2 separate regions of the Anas platyrhynchos genome follow, and region 1 is linked to region 2. A link is a contact called in public Hi-C data. All regions are on one chromosome and are shown on one strand. Each heading gives the region's core, a stretch centred on a gene start, on an enhancer-like site or on the middle of the called end of the contact. The rest is flanking DNA. Distances are from core to core; before and after follow the strand shown. Region 1 overlaps LOC140003200 (a long non-coding RNA gene). Region 2 overlaps P3H2 (prolyl 3-hydroxylase 2).

Region 1 (6,893 bases), core at 1,914-4,413, 68 kb after region 2:
TTCTCCCAGGGGAGCAGGAGAAGGTCTCAAAGGGAGCAAACACCCAACACACAGGGAGCTGTGTAGAAGGTCTGTCAATGCCGCCCGTCCTCCCTGAGACCTCACATGGGAAACCCTTTGCTCAGCCAGACACTGAAGCACAGCACCGCAGCAGCCAGGGTTGCGCAGGACAGGGCATTTGCTACAACTTCAGGAGTTTCTCTACAACCCTTTTTGGCTGGGGATGGATGGGGGCAGTGGTGGAGCAGATCTCTGCCTAACTGCAATCATTAAAAATAGACCCCAGTGCACATTTGCTCCCTCTCTCCCAGATTGCATTACCTTTGGGACTTGTCCAAAGAGAGATTCAGGAGGGAAGCCAGGGGGACAAGATCTCTGAGTACAGTAGCAGGGGCTCTGTTTTCCTTCATTTTCTAGTTTCTGTAATATAGCTTCTAGTGAAAAAAAAAAAAAGAAAAAAAAAAAACAAGCAAGCTATAGACAGTGCTGCTTTTGTATCTGCTCCCTGCATTGAAAATCTCAGCTGTTAGAAATTAAAGTGTGGTTACTTCTTTGACCCCTGTAATTTCTGCAGTGAACAGTGATCTGGTCTCCCAGGCATCCCCCTGGCCAAGCCTTCAGGATTAGGAGTGAAGTCTGCTCAGCGTGCCAGGCCAAGGGTGTTGTTTGAAGTAGATGCCCAGAGAAGGAGAGCTAAAAGCTTCAGCAACCTTTTGCTATGTTAATCCATCATCCACTGACAATTGGGTGGTTCAAGAGAGCTGGATGCTTTATGGAGGGAGGAGGGAGGTTTTTCACGAGAAGCGGGATTTTAATGGCAAAGGAGGTATGTGAAGGGTTTAACCTTTGTGCCAGGGTGAATTTCAGCTTAAGAAGATTCTGACCTTATCTTTTGTCAGGAAAGATTGCTGTGAACCTCGCTTTTCAGCCAGCCAAACTGGGTATTTATTTCTTTAAGCAGCCCCAGTTCTTACCAGCCAGGAGTGTAACCGAGCTGCAGCTGCTGAGGGGACTGGTGGGCGCTCCATGCAAAGGTCATCAAAGCATTTCCAAGCAGAGCACAGGGCATTCCCAAGGGGTTTACAGCAGCTGGCTGCAGATGCAGCCTTAAAAAGCAACTCAGAATGTCCATGGCCACAGCTGGATGCTGATCTTGGGGTGACTTGTGCCAACAGGGCTATTGCTGGCATGAATTACTGCGTGCATTTTTAATTTTTTTGGGCAGGGTTTAGTGGGTGATACCAGTGGTATGGGGATGGTTGGACCATATGATCTTGGTGTTCTTTCCCAACCTTAGTGATTCTATGATTATACATGCTTCGAAATGCTGGGTTCAATGTTTTTTGAAATGGGCACCCTGACCAGCCCTGGAGAGCGTTTCCCCACTGGCTTACAGCTCTGGGGAAGGGCAGCATTGCCACCATTTTCTACTGTGCCTTTTGCCATCCTGTGCTTCAGGGTCTCAGTTCAGTTGGCTTCTGCAAAGGTAAAGTTGGGTCTTTGTTGACCAGTGGTGCCCCTAATGCACTACCAACAGCAACACCAACGCTGCAAATCACTGCATATAGGAAGCAGGAAGAGTTTAGGTTTCATTGTGGCATTTCCCAAGGAACAACTAGGAGAAACCTTTTTCTACCAAGAGCAAGAGGGTTTCCATGCCTCATTTTGGGTCAGCTCTCCTCTTGCCACGTAGACCAGAGAGAAATTGAGATATTTTCTGTGTGTAGTCCCTGAAGGGCAGGACAGAGCATCCTCATGGCCAGGAGTCCCTCACTCTTCCAGGTGAAGCTCCAGGTGTTCTTTTGAAGGTCAAGACTACAGCTGAGGCAAGGCATAGCAGCACACTTCTGAGGGAACGGGGCTCTTCCCTGCTAATACAAGTATCTGTGGGATGCAAATGCCCACTGTGACTTGGGTGGACTCCAAATCTCCTTTGCCACAATGGAAGAAGCAAGCAATGCAATGAGAGGCCACTGACAGCTCGTGGATGCTCTCAGCCATTGGGCAGAGATGGCAGCAGATCAGTTTGGAAGACAGATGGCAGGACAAATGTTAGAGACCCACAGCAAATTGGGTAAAGAGGCACATCATGATGCCTGAGGGGCTCCATCCTATTGTGCAACTAGGCAGGACACTAAAAGCAAGAGGACCCAAAGAGAGGAAATCAGTGATAATGGGGTATGTGATCAAACTTATGTTCCTTTTGTAGACTTAATGAATAACCGGTCTCCTGTTTTGCAGACAGCAAGGTATGTTACAGGACTTTCAAGCACATCTCGTGCTAATTTTCCAAACTTCTGGGAAAAGGGGAGCGCAAGGGGGATTTTGTGCCTAGTTAATTTTATGGAGTGCATTGAGCAAGGGTGGATTTATTTTCAGAGCTAGACATTTCAAACATTGCTTTGTGTTTCTTCACTGGGGACACAGGGTACTGTTTTATTGCCTTGTGTAAATTGCGTGTTGTTTTATTGAAGCATAAAAACACTTGGCATGGCTACAGTGTCCCATTATCTTTCGATCTGGTGGGCAATAATTGCTTAAACAAACACAAAACCCTATAAAACTCACAAATACCTAGAAGTCAAAACAACAAGAACAGGGACATCCAATATGCTGTGAGTAATAATAAAAAAAAAAGTTTCAACTACTGAACAAAACAAAATTTGGAAAATCACCTTGAAAGCCAAAATCAAAGCAAGTCTGATGTCAGTGCTGCCTGCAGCGTTTCCTTGTTTTTATGCCTGTTTCTTTCTCTGTCCATAAGTATATCCATAAACTGTAGGCACTGACCAAATCCCAAGGAACTGCTGATATTTTTGCTTCTAGATAAGTTTGAAGATATTCATCCAGTAGGGAGAGATGGCAAAAGAGAAGCCAACAGGGTTTTTTTGTGTGTGCTCAGCCTTTGGAAAGGGATGCACGTCTGTGCTGGACTTTGCTGGTGCCTTTTCCACACACGGGATGCAGCCCAAGCCAGCAGCTAACCCTCCTCTGCAGCATTCATCCTCCGTGAAAGCTGACCTCATCTCAGACAGACCTCAGCATATTCATCACCAGGAATTTGTGAGTCATGCCTGGGAAACTTTTCTCCCTCTGCACCAGCCATCCGACCAGAACGGCTTGGAGCGCATTGGCCGGAGCCTGGCTGCTGAGTAGGGACGTCAGGGGATTTTCTCTGACTTGCCCTGAGAGCAGCTTGATCTGCCTGCCAGGGGCCTGGCAGTGCTGAGGGATGCTATTTGCATCAGGACTCTGACACACAGTAATGTAAGCAAGCTTGTGGCAAGCACAGCAGCCTGCTGATGAGCAGCTAACAGCCACAACACCCATACGTTTGGTCTAGCACACCCCAGTCAAATCTGTCTCCATTTCAAACCCTTCAAGCCCCACACTGGGCACCAAAAAGGACTATTACGAGTTCATCCAGGAGGCAGCTCAGCCCTACACAGCCACTTGCTTACTTTCCTCAGGCTGGATGGGGGAGAGAATTGGAAAAGTAAAAGCATGAGGACTCATGGGTTGAGATAAAGAGACTTTACTGGGTGAAGCAAAGGCTGTGCAGGCAAGCAAAGCAAAACAAAGAATTCATTTGTTACTTCGCATCCTCAGGCAGGCGCTCAGCCACTTCCACTTTCTTTTAAACACTTCCTTTGTGCTTCCGCAAGGGGAAACGCTACTTACTAAAGGAGCCCAAAAGAGGTGTTTGGTTTTCCAGAGTTCTGGGGCTGAGCTAGCACGTTTATGTTGAGGAAAACCCTTTAATATTTAAGTCTGTTCCCCTGGGCATCTGTGGATAACATCTGCTCAGTCTGATGTCTCCCCCAGGTTCAGTGCTTAGGAAAAAGAAGGACAATTTGTGTTCCCCTGGTGTGAATGGAGTTTGGGCAGCTAGAGGATATGGGAATAAATGCAATAGGAATTCCTATAAGTCATCTATGAGTGTTTGGATGCTTCATTTCATGCTTATGCCAACACGTTCACGCTTTGGGCCAAACATCACTGATTTTGTTGGATTTTCACCAGCGAGGCTTGGCCATGAGAAAATGGAACCTTTTTCCTTTAGCTCTGTGTCCACTTTTTCAATCACAAAACATCACAACAAGTCAGACTCCCCTCCACTACCCCCCCCCCCCAACTTCGCACACGTGAACATTTCCAAGTTAACAGAGCAAGTTTCTGTGCTCAAGAAAACATCATTTGAGGCTTGCATGTGTCCAGCTCAAAAGCTACGCCAAGACCAAGATCTTTCTGCCCCAAACACAGAGCAGGGTCATTGCAAAAGTACTCAGAACTTGTCCCAAATATCAGGGAAGCCAGCTGCTGCTGCCAGAACTTCACCTCTCTGTAGGTTTGCTATATTTCTGTGTTTCTGCTGTGCTTTATACAGAAAAGCTAGAGACAGATAGATTTCAGTGGCATTCACTATCTGACAAGGCTACAATAAATCCTTGCATTTAGGAGCTAAGGTGCTGCATCTCCTCGTATTGAGAGGCAACTGCCTGGGTGAGCACCCACAAATATAGGCGGCTGCCTTCTATGCCCACACCTCCATCCATGCTATGTGTCTTATAAACCTCTCAGCTCTTCTTTTTTCCTCCTTTGCCAGTACGCAGCTCCTTGTGCCCACAATTAGGTCTGGTTTCACAAGACAACAGCAAGCTGGAGAGCAGTATTTTGCCTAAGGGCACACAAAGGGACTGGCCTCTGGGTGTTATTTAAATGCACATGCTAGGGACATCGAACAAGGGAAAGCAAAACCTTTTTAGGAATATTTTTAGGAAGAAATCTAACACATTAGTATAGCCAGCATACGCCAAATCTTAAACAGTCAACATTCAATATGGCTTTACCACAAAGGGAAACACAGATCTTCCAGACTCTGTAAGGACAAGTAAAGGCATTGCAATGGGGTTGACCCAATCAACAACTCCTACCTGAGGGCTGCTGCTCTCTATACCACACACACTGTGATTAGGCAGGGATGAGGGAGATCACAGTCATGCTAGAGGAGGCTGAAGCACACCAGAGCCTGCAGGTAGAGGACACTGCCTCAGGGCCAGGTCTCTACAGAAGCCTTTCACCTCAGTAGAGCCTCTTTCCTAAGAGTCTGGTAACATTTGAGCAGCATTCTGAGCATTGCAGGTGCTAAATGCTGTTTCTAATTGGAAACAAATTGGTGTGATATTACCTGCATCTGTGCTAAAAAAAAAAAAAAAGTTTTTGCATGGCTTCTACAGTAACATATAACTCTGCACAGGCTCTCTGTGGACTGAATGTGAACTTACTCAAAGCTTGGCCTGACTGTGGAGAAGGTGGAAAAAAGATTTGCAATCTGGAGTCATGTGTTCATGACGAAAAACAAACCAGAGAAACCTCCACCACCCCACCAGTCTGTAGGGGTGGAGGGACGTGAAGGTTGAGCCTGAACAGGTTTCTGAAAGAGGCAGAGGACCTCTGAGAACCCCAGAATTAACACTAGGGAGGTCAGAGAACCAGGGGTACCAAAGGCAAACCACAAATAAGTGGCTTCATCATGGCTTGGAGAAAAGCAAATTTTGGCAGTCATTCTGAGACATCAATACGCTGTTTTGTTTTTTTTTTTTTTTTTTTTTTTTCAGGGCATGCCATACTTTGTATGTCTAGGGTACAATTTCTATTAACGTCAGCTGGATCAGTGAGCCCTCAGCATCCAGAGGCGTCATCGCCCTCCTGAGCAAGTGTTACCAGAAGGTTTTCAGACATCTGTAACCCAGTCAAAGTTACAGCAAATCTCCCTCTCAAGGTGGACATGTCCTGCCAAACCTCCAGGCTTGGGCAGCACTTTGTTTTCTCAACAAACCAAAGACAAGAATGCTCAAAACTACGCATGTTTCCCAAATCTTAGCCACAGAGAATAGGACAATTACAGCTGAAAGTTTCCAAAAACACAGAAATGCCTGAGGCAGACAGCCCTCATGGAAACCCTTAGCTCAAAGTGCTTGACGGAGATGCCGAGAGAGGTTTTCTGCTGGGAGGTGCTGCCCATAGGCGTAGGTGGGCTCCCAGCCCCTGCTCTGTGCCTGTGGTGCTATAGGGGCAATGCTGCAGTCATCTGCAGGTCCAGCGTCCTGCAGACCAAGCTCTGGCAGCCCTCCCAAGGCAAATATTCCCATACTGCTTTCCCTCTCTGGGACAGAGCCCTGACGAGCAGGGTGAAACCTCTGTGCAGCCACTGTTTTCTGCCCTTCCAGCCCTAAACAGCAGCCCGGATGGATTATTTTCAACACCAACATCTATTTACTGGCCTAAGAGGGGCAGGATAGCAGTACAAACTTTCTTTTCTCAGCACCCAGTCCTTGCTTAGTGAATAATGAAAGAGCAACAGGCAAGAAGAGGGAGAATAAAGGCAGCGTGGCAGAGGCTGGTGTGCAGCACGCGGAGCTGGGCACCAGTCCTGGCTGGGGCTGTGCCAGGGTGGCCCCGTGCCCGGCTCTGGTGTGATGGGAGATGCCCTTCCTTTGTGCTGGAATGACAGGGGCTGGAGAACTGGATGTCCCGTTTCCCCCCTGAAATGTAAAACAACTCCTGACCATTTTTACTCGTTTGAAAAAGCAAGTGTTTAAACGCTGCACAAACTCCAGGTCGGATAGCATCATTATGGCCAGCTGAATGGTTATGGTGGTTTTTAATTAAACTCATAATTCTTTTTGATTGCTTGCTCCAGGCTTTTTATGCAACATCAGCAGACACCAATAAACCCCTAAGAGGTCTCAAGGGTAAGATAAAGATAAGGTAAAGTGCTCGGAGATCCATGTGGCCACGCTGCAATTGTCATTGCTCTGCACCTTTTATAGCCGGGTTAACTGCCATAAAAGCATTCGCACAGCAGATGTCGGCTATTCTGACTGCAAGCA
Region 2 (6,739 bases), core at 1,240-3,739:
TTTGGCTTCACATCAACAACAGAAGAAACAGAAGCAATGGAAACACTCAGAGGTGAAATCAATTCGCCGCTAGAGCATCAGAGTTTTCCACTTTCTCATTAGCTGCGCCTTGCAAACGCAGGGACAGGACACAATGACAGACAGACACCGGCTAACCTGGCTCTCCTGCCCAGCAGCCAGGGTAAGCAGAGGCTCTGAGTTTCCATTGCATTGGCTTTGTGTGGCTCTCACTGGCTTGGCATGCAAAGTCATTCTGCAAGTGTCATCAGGGAGGATTTTTGTCTTTTACCTTTGTAGAAAAGCTGAGATGTGGGGGAGTTTGCAGCAAGCTTTGCTTGTGCTCAGTCCAACTGGTGGCTGTTCTTGCATGCTGCTGGTCTACCAAATGAGCTTCACCACGTGCAGGGTAAATGGGCAAAAAGCAGAGGGGGGTTAGCTCCTTGCAACAAGCCTTGGATTTTCCTGATCAAAAAATGCGGTGAGGCCACTAATTCACCGCCTTCTGAAGCCTCTTCCTCTCATTTCCCCTAAGACAGCCGATGAAAGAATTGGCCATATCAATTAAATCCTAAACCAGGTGTTTCTCCAGGAGGAAGGTGAAGTCATGGGAAAAATTATCTGTAGTCACAGAGGACTGTAAAACAGAGGAAGCGGAGGCACTGAGCTCCTCTCATCATGTGGCACAATGAAGCTTCTCACAGGCCTGAAAGCAGAGCTCCACCACCAGCCCACGGCTTCATTTCTAAAGAGTTCCTTGGAAACGGAAGAGATGGGATGTCCCTCACGTCCACTTTGCTGCATGATAATAACATTTATTATAAATGCAGCTGGATCAGAAACAGAGTGCTGCAATCCAAACTTCTGGCACAGCCCAGCCCAGGGCTGAGTTTTCCAGCTGGGATGTTGCACATAAAGATATAGATATAGGATGTAGACATCGGCCACCAGGATCAATCTATCAGAAGGAGATTTGAAAATGTCCAGCAGGTTTACAAGCTCCTGCTAACTGTGCCACAGAGCAGCCTAGGGAAGACACCTGCTCTCCGCACCATTTCTGCCTCTTGTCCATCAGCTGAAACAAGCTCTGCTGTCTTGTATCAGGACATGGGCACTCTGGTAAATCATAGCAGCCAGTAAACCTCACTTGTCTCCATCTACACACAAAGAGAGGGGTGCTGCTTTTTTTTGCAAGGTGTCTTTTTTTTTTTTTTTTTTGCACACAATGATTTGTGCTAAGAAACCATGGTTAGCTCAAACCTTCTCAAACTCTTTGCCCCATGGCACTACTCTGTGAGCTGCAGCATCGCTTTTCTTTCTCAGTTGCTGGGCAGATTCAGGTACAGAAGACAAATAAAGCTTTGGAAATGGGAACCAGGTGTCCAGGCTCTCATATTGTGGTTTATTTAGTCTCTCGTTTTCACAGTTCTATATCGAGTTTGTCTTGGTCAATGTCCTGTCACTTAAGTCTTCAGTTTTAAAAACAACATGATAATAGCAATATTTCATGGTAATATTTCCGAACCCTGACTGCCCTGAACCAGGTGAGACATGGGACCAGCACCAGGACTAGACAGAGCTCCTTTACTCTCCCACAACCACGTTCCTTTCTGCTCTGCCCTGATTCAGAGCATACGACATGTTAACCCATTGAACAATTCTCGGCCAACATGTTCTCACTGTCCTTTGAACCCAGCAGGGATGGGTAGGGATTATTTCAAACCAATGCCCACACTCTGGGCTCTCTGGTACATACATCATGGCCTGCTGGGTTTGCACAGTTCCCAAAGTTAAAATTGCAATGGGGGCAAGATTATTGTGGAAGACAGTCCCAGGATCCAAGGCTGACAACAAAAGATGAGACACACATGAAAAACACCCCAAAGAAACTGGGGAATTCTTTGGACTTTTGGGAGTGAGGGGAAGGGGCGAAAGAGCTAAGTATAGAAGAGAAGCACAAAATTAAAATACACCATTCTTTTTATCTTTTGACCTTTTCTCTCTTTTTCCAAATGAAAAAAGAGGGAAACAAAAAGAAACAAAGCAGCTGGGCAGACAAAAATCCTTTTTTTTTGAAGGGTTTCAGTTTTCTTTGTAAACTTGAAAACATTCTTCAGCTAAACCAGCAAGCGTAAAAGCACAGCACCAAGAAAGACATACTCTGAAATTATTTGGTTACAAAGGCAAACAAACCAACTAATATAAATCAGACAGCTCTTGGCTTAAGAAGCTCTTCAAGATCTTCCTCTGGTATTTTCCTTCTTTATGTGTATGGCTAAAGAAGGGATAACAAGACTCTAAACAAGGTACTGAGCAGCTGGGGACAACTTGGACCACAAAAGCTGTGAAATTCCCACAAAACTATGACCATCCCTTGCATTACAAGGAGGTTTAATTGCCTGCTACTGTGAAGCTGGCCCACTAGAAACATAGAACACCTCTTGGCTTGAGATCTTGTTGTTTTGCACTGAGAAGCATGCATCAGTATTTGGCCACAATCTAATTCTTCTAAACTGTTACGTCTGTTAGTAAATGTTATGGTATTTTCCGTGGCTGTTAAGAATGTGCTGAAATCAGTTGAAAATTCTACCAACAGACCTTGAAACCAAGTTATTTGGTGTTAGCCAAAACATGATACCACAAACCAGGCTGCAAACAAAAAAAGTTTGTGAAGATGGTGTGATCCAGCACATTAGCAAAGCCAGAGTTCCCCAAATCTAAGCCTACAGCATCCATCCTACAGCAGCCTGGACAACAGGGAACATCTCTTAAAAGCATCTGGAGGAAAAATTACTGTTTGTGGGTGCCACATCCCCATGGGGAGGTCCAAGCTTCCCAGCTCTGCATGTTAGGGCTCTGCGCTGAAGAGCTCAGCAGGTAGCAAAGCAGGTCCAAGAGCAGAGCAGTGCTGCTGGGACCCACAGAGCTACCATCAAAGCTTGTCTCTTATAAAAAGCTTCAACCCCCCTGGTAGGACTGGCCATCATTGCTCATCTGCCAGCCTTTGCAGTCTGTAGTCTCTAGCAATAGAAAAAAACTTCTGATTTTGTTGAAAAAAAAAAAAAAACCTTCATTAGACTTACCCTCCTTCAGCTCTCGGTCTGGTTTCGGTGTGGGTTTCTTTGCTAGGGACAGCCTGGGCCCTTCCTCTGGTTCATTGCTAATACTTGATGGGACACTGAGGAGCAAGAGAAAAGAGGAACATCATGACTTTTCTCCAGGTCTGGGAGTTACGTTGTTATGCATCTCTTGGAAACCAACACATGAAAAAAATGGGCAAACTGGTACTTACCTGTGCTCGTCCTGGCGGGCGCCATACCTCTTCCAGTAGTTCTGTGGGAAAAGGGAGAGGTTGAGTTTTTTTAGTTTGATGGTCAGACTGAAGCCAGTCAGCTCTGCTTCACTCCTTTGCTCAGGCCCTCTGGTGCGGACTCATCCCACACCACCTGGGACAATTGCTTGGGGTGACCAAATGGAAAATTCAACCCAAACCTGAACTGGCATCGTAGCATGAGTACAGTGAGAGCCCAGCCTTCCCCATCCCACCCCATGGAGGAGGTCTCAGGACTGAAGGCTGAGACCTGGCAGGACACGAGGCAGGAGATGGACCTGGCTGCTCCTGCTCCTCCTTCACCAGCCCCCTCGTCTTGCCAACACCATTTTCCCACAGGGGACAAACAACCCAAGTTCCAGCTCCTGAGTCACCTACATGGGACTGGCTTTACAGGAGGGAGAGTGGCAAGGAGACCCTACAGCTGTGAACTCCCAGATGCCCTCCCAGCAGCAGACCCAGGTATTACCGGCTCCGTGTAGGCGAATCCCAGCCCGGCCGAAGCCACCTGCAGGAGGTGAGACTCCAGCTTATGGCGCCGCAGCAGTGCTTTTGCTTCCTGAAAGGCAGAAAGAAGGGGAGATGTTGCACGTGGAGCTTTCACCAGACACCTCTGCTTCAGCAGGGATTTGCTTTTCGTGCAACACCGCGACCTTATAGAATGTCATGCCTCAGAGCAACCCCAGGAAGCATGAATCCCTCAAAATACATCCATGCAGTGGAAACCCTGGAGAACCTCTAAATATCTGGTGACACGGGGAGCCCTGGATGTGGAGGTGAGTCCAGGCTGTTGGAGCAAGGTCCTTGGCTGGGATGTGTCTCAGTTTCCCTGTCCGCAGTGCAGGGCTGGGAGCCCTGTCCTGTCCTAAAGGAGCAGGGGGTGGGCTGCAGCATCACAGCCTGGGGTACTGGATGGGGACCATAAAGCACAGCTAGCTGGAAATCATCCACCAAAGGGTGTTTCTTTGAAATAAAAAAAATATGTAAACAAAACACTGGGCTTTCTCCTAGAAAATTACTTTACAAAGCAAAAATCAGTGCTTTTTTTTTTTTTTTTCCACAGAAAATTTCACAACACTGGAAACACTGAAATTATTTTCTCAACTTCATTTTTTTTTTCCTGGATGTGCTGTTTCAGGGGAGATTATAATTGTTCTTGTTTTCTTCTTTACCATTTCACTTTTCTTTTTTCATAATTTCACTGAAATCCATAGGGAATGGAAAATCCAGCTCCTTCCCACCTCTGCCAGGGGAACGAGCCTCAGCAGGGCTATGATGGGACGAGGAGCTTCTCTTCTGCATCGTGAGAAAGGCAGCCCAGGGGCCGCAAACAAAGATGCCCTGAACGGAGGAGAGGAAGCCTGGCCCATCGGGTGACTGAACAAACACTGTTTGGTTGCTTGACCCCAGCCTCACCCTGCGATAGCAAAGCTGCTCCCTGCCGAACAGGCTAAACACAACCCCAAGCCAGCTGCCAGCGACTTGAGAGTAACGCTGACATCCCCAGCTTCCCCTGGGAAAATATTTCCCAGCTTGCTCTTAACAGAAGTTGCCCTCTGCTCTTCATCGCATTCCTCCTCCACACGTCCTCCAGAGCACCAAGAGGAGAGGGGTTATGTCACTGAGGCACATGGCCATCACCCTCCCTGCCCTCATTTGGGTTTTGCTAAGCTGAAATCCCCACTTAAAGAAGCTTCTCCCTCGGGCTCTGGACTTGCACCTTTACAAGCAGTGCTGCCAGCTAGCCCAGCACCTCCACGTTTGCTTTCAGTGTGGGGAAGCTGCCAAGCTGCTGTTGTTTCCAGCTGATGTTTTTCCTAAAACCCTGCACCACGGGCCCATATGTGATGCTCACTCTCACCTTTCTGGGTTTGATGGTGCCTGGATCCATAGTACCTTCCAGGAGGCCCTCGTAGTAGCTTGCGTTCTCCAAGACGTCTTCATCGTCCGGGTGGAAGAGGAGGTAGGACCTGGCGCACTCCAGGGCTTTCACGTAGTCACCAACTGGGAGGCAACACAACAGTTTTTAGGAGGCCTTTCTCATGTGCAGCACCTCTCAGGGCTCTGGGGGTTTTCACCACCACATTAAACCTCTAAATTGGCAGAATACAAAATTTTTAAAAAGCCTGCCCACCGTGCACGAAGCACTACTGCCTCCTCCAACCTTTTTCCCACTGCATTGATGAATGAAGAAGTGTTTGGTCTGAATAGCAATTCTGACCCTCATCAGGAAGGAGCTGCTACCACGTGCCTGAGATACCAGAGTTCTGCCTGGATTTTCTTTCTTTCAACATAATAAAATACCACCCAGGACCACACAACAGGCAACTTTTCATAATGCTGCCAACTCCTGATATTTTGCCTGTAATTTTACTGTTAATCTTAAAATATTTGGTAACTGGAAAAATTGGCATCTGGGAATAAGCTTGGGCTAACTTGTATATGTTACATATCAACTTACAAAATGTATTCATTGGTTTTAGAAAACTAGAAATATATAGATCCCCAAAACTTTAATATCAAAAGCCAAATGAAAGTATCCCCACAAAGCATGATTCCTTTAAAGAATAATAATGTTTAAGCTTCCTTTTGAGCTTTTAAAACCTGACTGGTGATTTAGAATACTTTTACAAAAATACTTAACCATGCATTTCAGCCAACCTGAAAGGAAAAGGACTTTTGAACAGGCAGTTTCTTATGTCAGATATTCTGATTTCCCCATGAAACAATTCATAACTGAAAAAAAAAATCAGCAAGAACTGTAAGGAATAGAAGAATGGGCCTTACCTCTGTAATAGGCAAACTGTAAGTAGTCATAATGGAGGGGAAGGAAATTTTCGATAGGCGAGATGCGACCTGAACGTGTGGCGAGTTCCCGGACACAGTCGTGTTTGCAGGCCAGAACTTGCATGTAGTGATCTGCCAAGAAAAGAAGGAGAAGAACTGAGAAGGGTGGTGATGGTGCTGAGCCCAGGACAGAGATCATTTTTCCCCAGTTGAAGGACATTCAACTTATGGTCCAGCAGGTGATGGAGCACCTAGAGAAACAGCTCAGGTTCGTTCCTAAAGCTGATGGAGAGCTGCAGTCATATTTTTGGCCTCCTTGAGAAATGCCATTCTCCTGTCAACTGCAGAGGGAGCCTGAGCATCTCTGTCACATCCCAGGAACACTGGACCAGCCAGGAACCTGCTGGTGGCAGGCAGGTGCTCAGCCCCGAGAGCCCTGCCGGGCGAGGACAACCACAAAGCAAGTTGTAGGTGTGAAGACAGTGTGACCACCTCCATACCATACCCTTCATCTCATCTTTTATCCTTGCCTTTTTCCAGTAAGAAAGCTCCCAGGGACAAGGGGAGGTTGAAGACAAGAGGGGCTAGGGGTAGAGCAGCTTTATGAGCACAGCCAAGCAAGGC

What was found. Hi-C and Micro-C count contacts between places; a contact is called where the count stands out from the background.
Region 1: a Hi-C map of skeletal muscle shows a contact between it and region 2, with 3 times the contacts expected there. The contact joins two enhancer-like sites. A contact is called at or near these places in 3 of 8 Hi-C or Micro-C datasets (skeletal muscle and subcutaneous adipose tissue).

Annotation. Positions count from the first base shown.
Region 1 is chr9:11,436,963-11,443,855 of IASCAAS_PekinDuck_T2T, forward strand. LOC140003200 (a long non-coding RNA gene) reads right to left here. Exons shown (of 2, transcript XR_011811438.1): 2 at 5,989-6,893. Among named protein-coding and RNA genes, the nearest start is that of P3H2, 11 kb to the left of the region's middle. Within about 2 kb of position 3,164, at least 2 of the 8 cell types and tissues checked have an H3K27ac peak or open chromatin away from gene starts, as enhancers often do.
Region 2 is chr9:11,369,527-11,376,265 of IASCAAS_PekinDuck_T2T, forward strand. It overlaps P3H2 (prolyl 3-hydroxylase 2), which reads right to left. Exons shown (of 15, transcript XM_005029602.5): 4 at 6,116-6,247; 5 at 5,190-5,332; 6 at 3,798-3,887; 7 at 3,290-3,330; 8 at 3,081-3,175. Among named protein-coding and RNA genes, the nearest start is that of P3H2, 56 kb to the right of the region's middle. Within about 2 kb of position 2,490, at least 3 of the 8 cell types and tissues checked have an H3K27ac peak or open chromatin away from gene starts, as enhancers often do.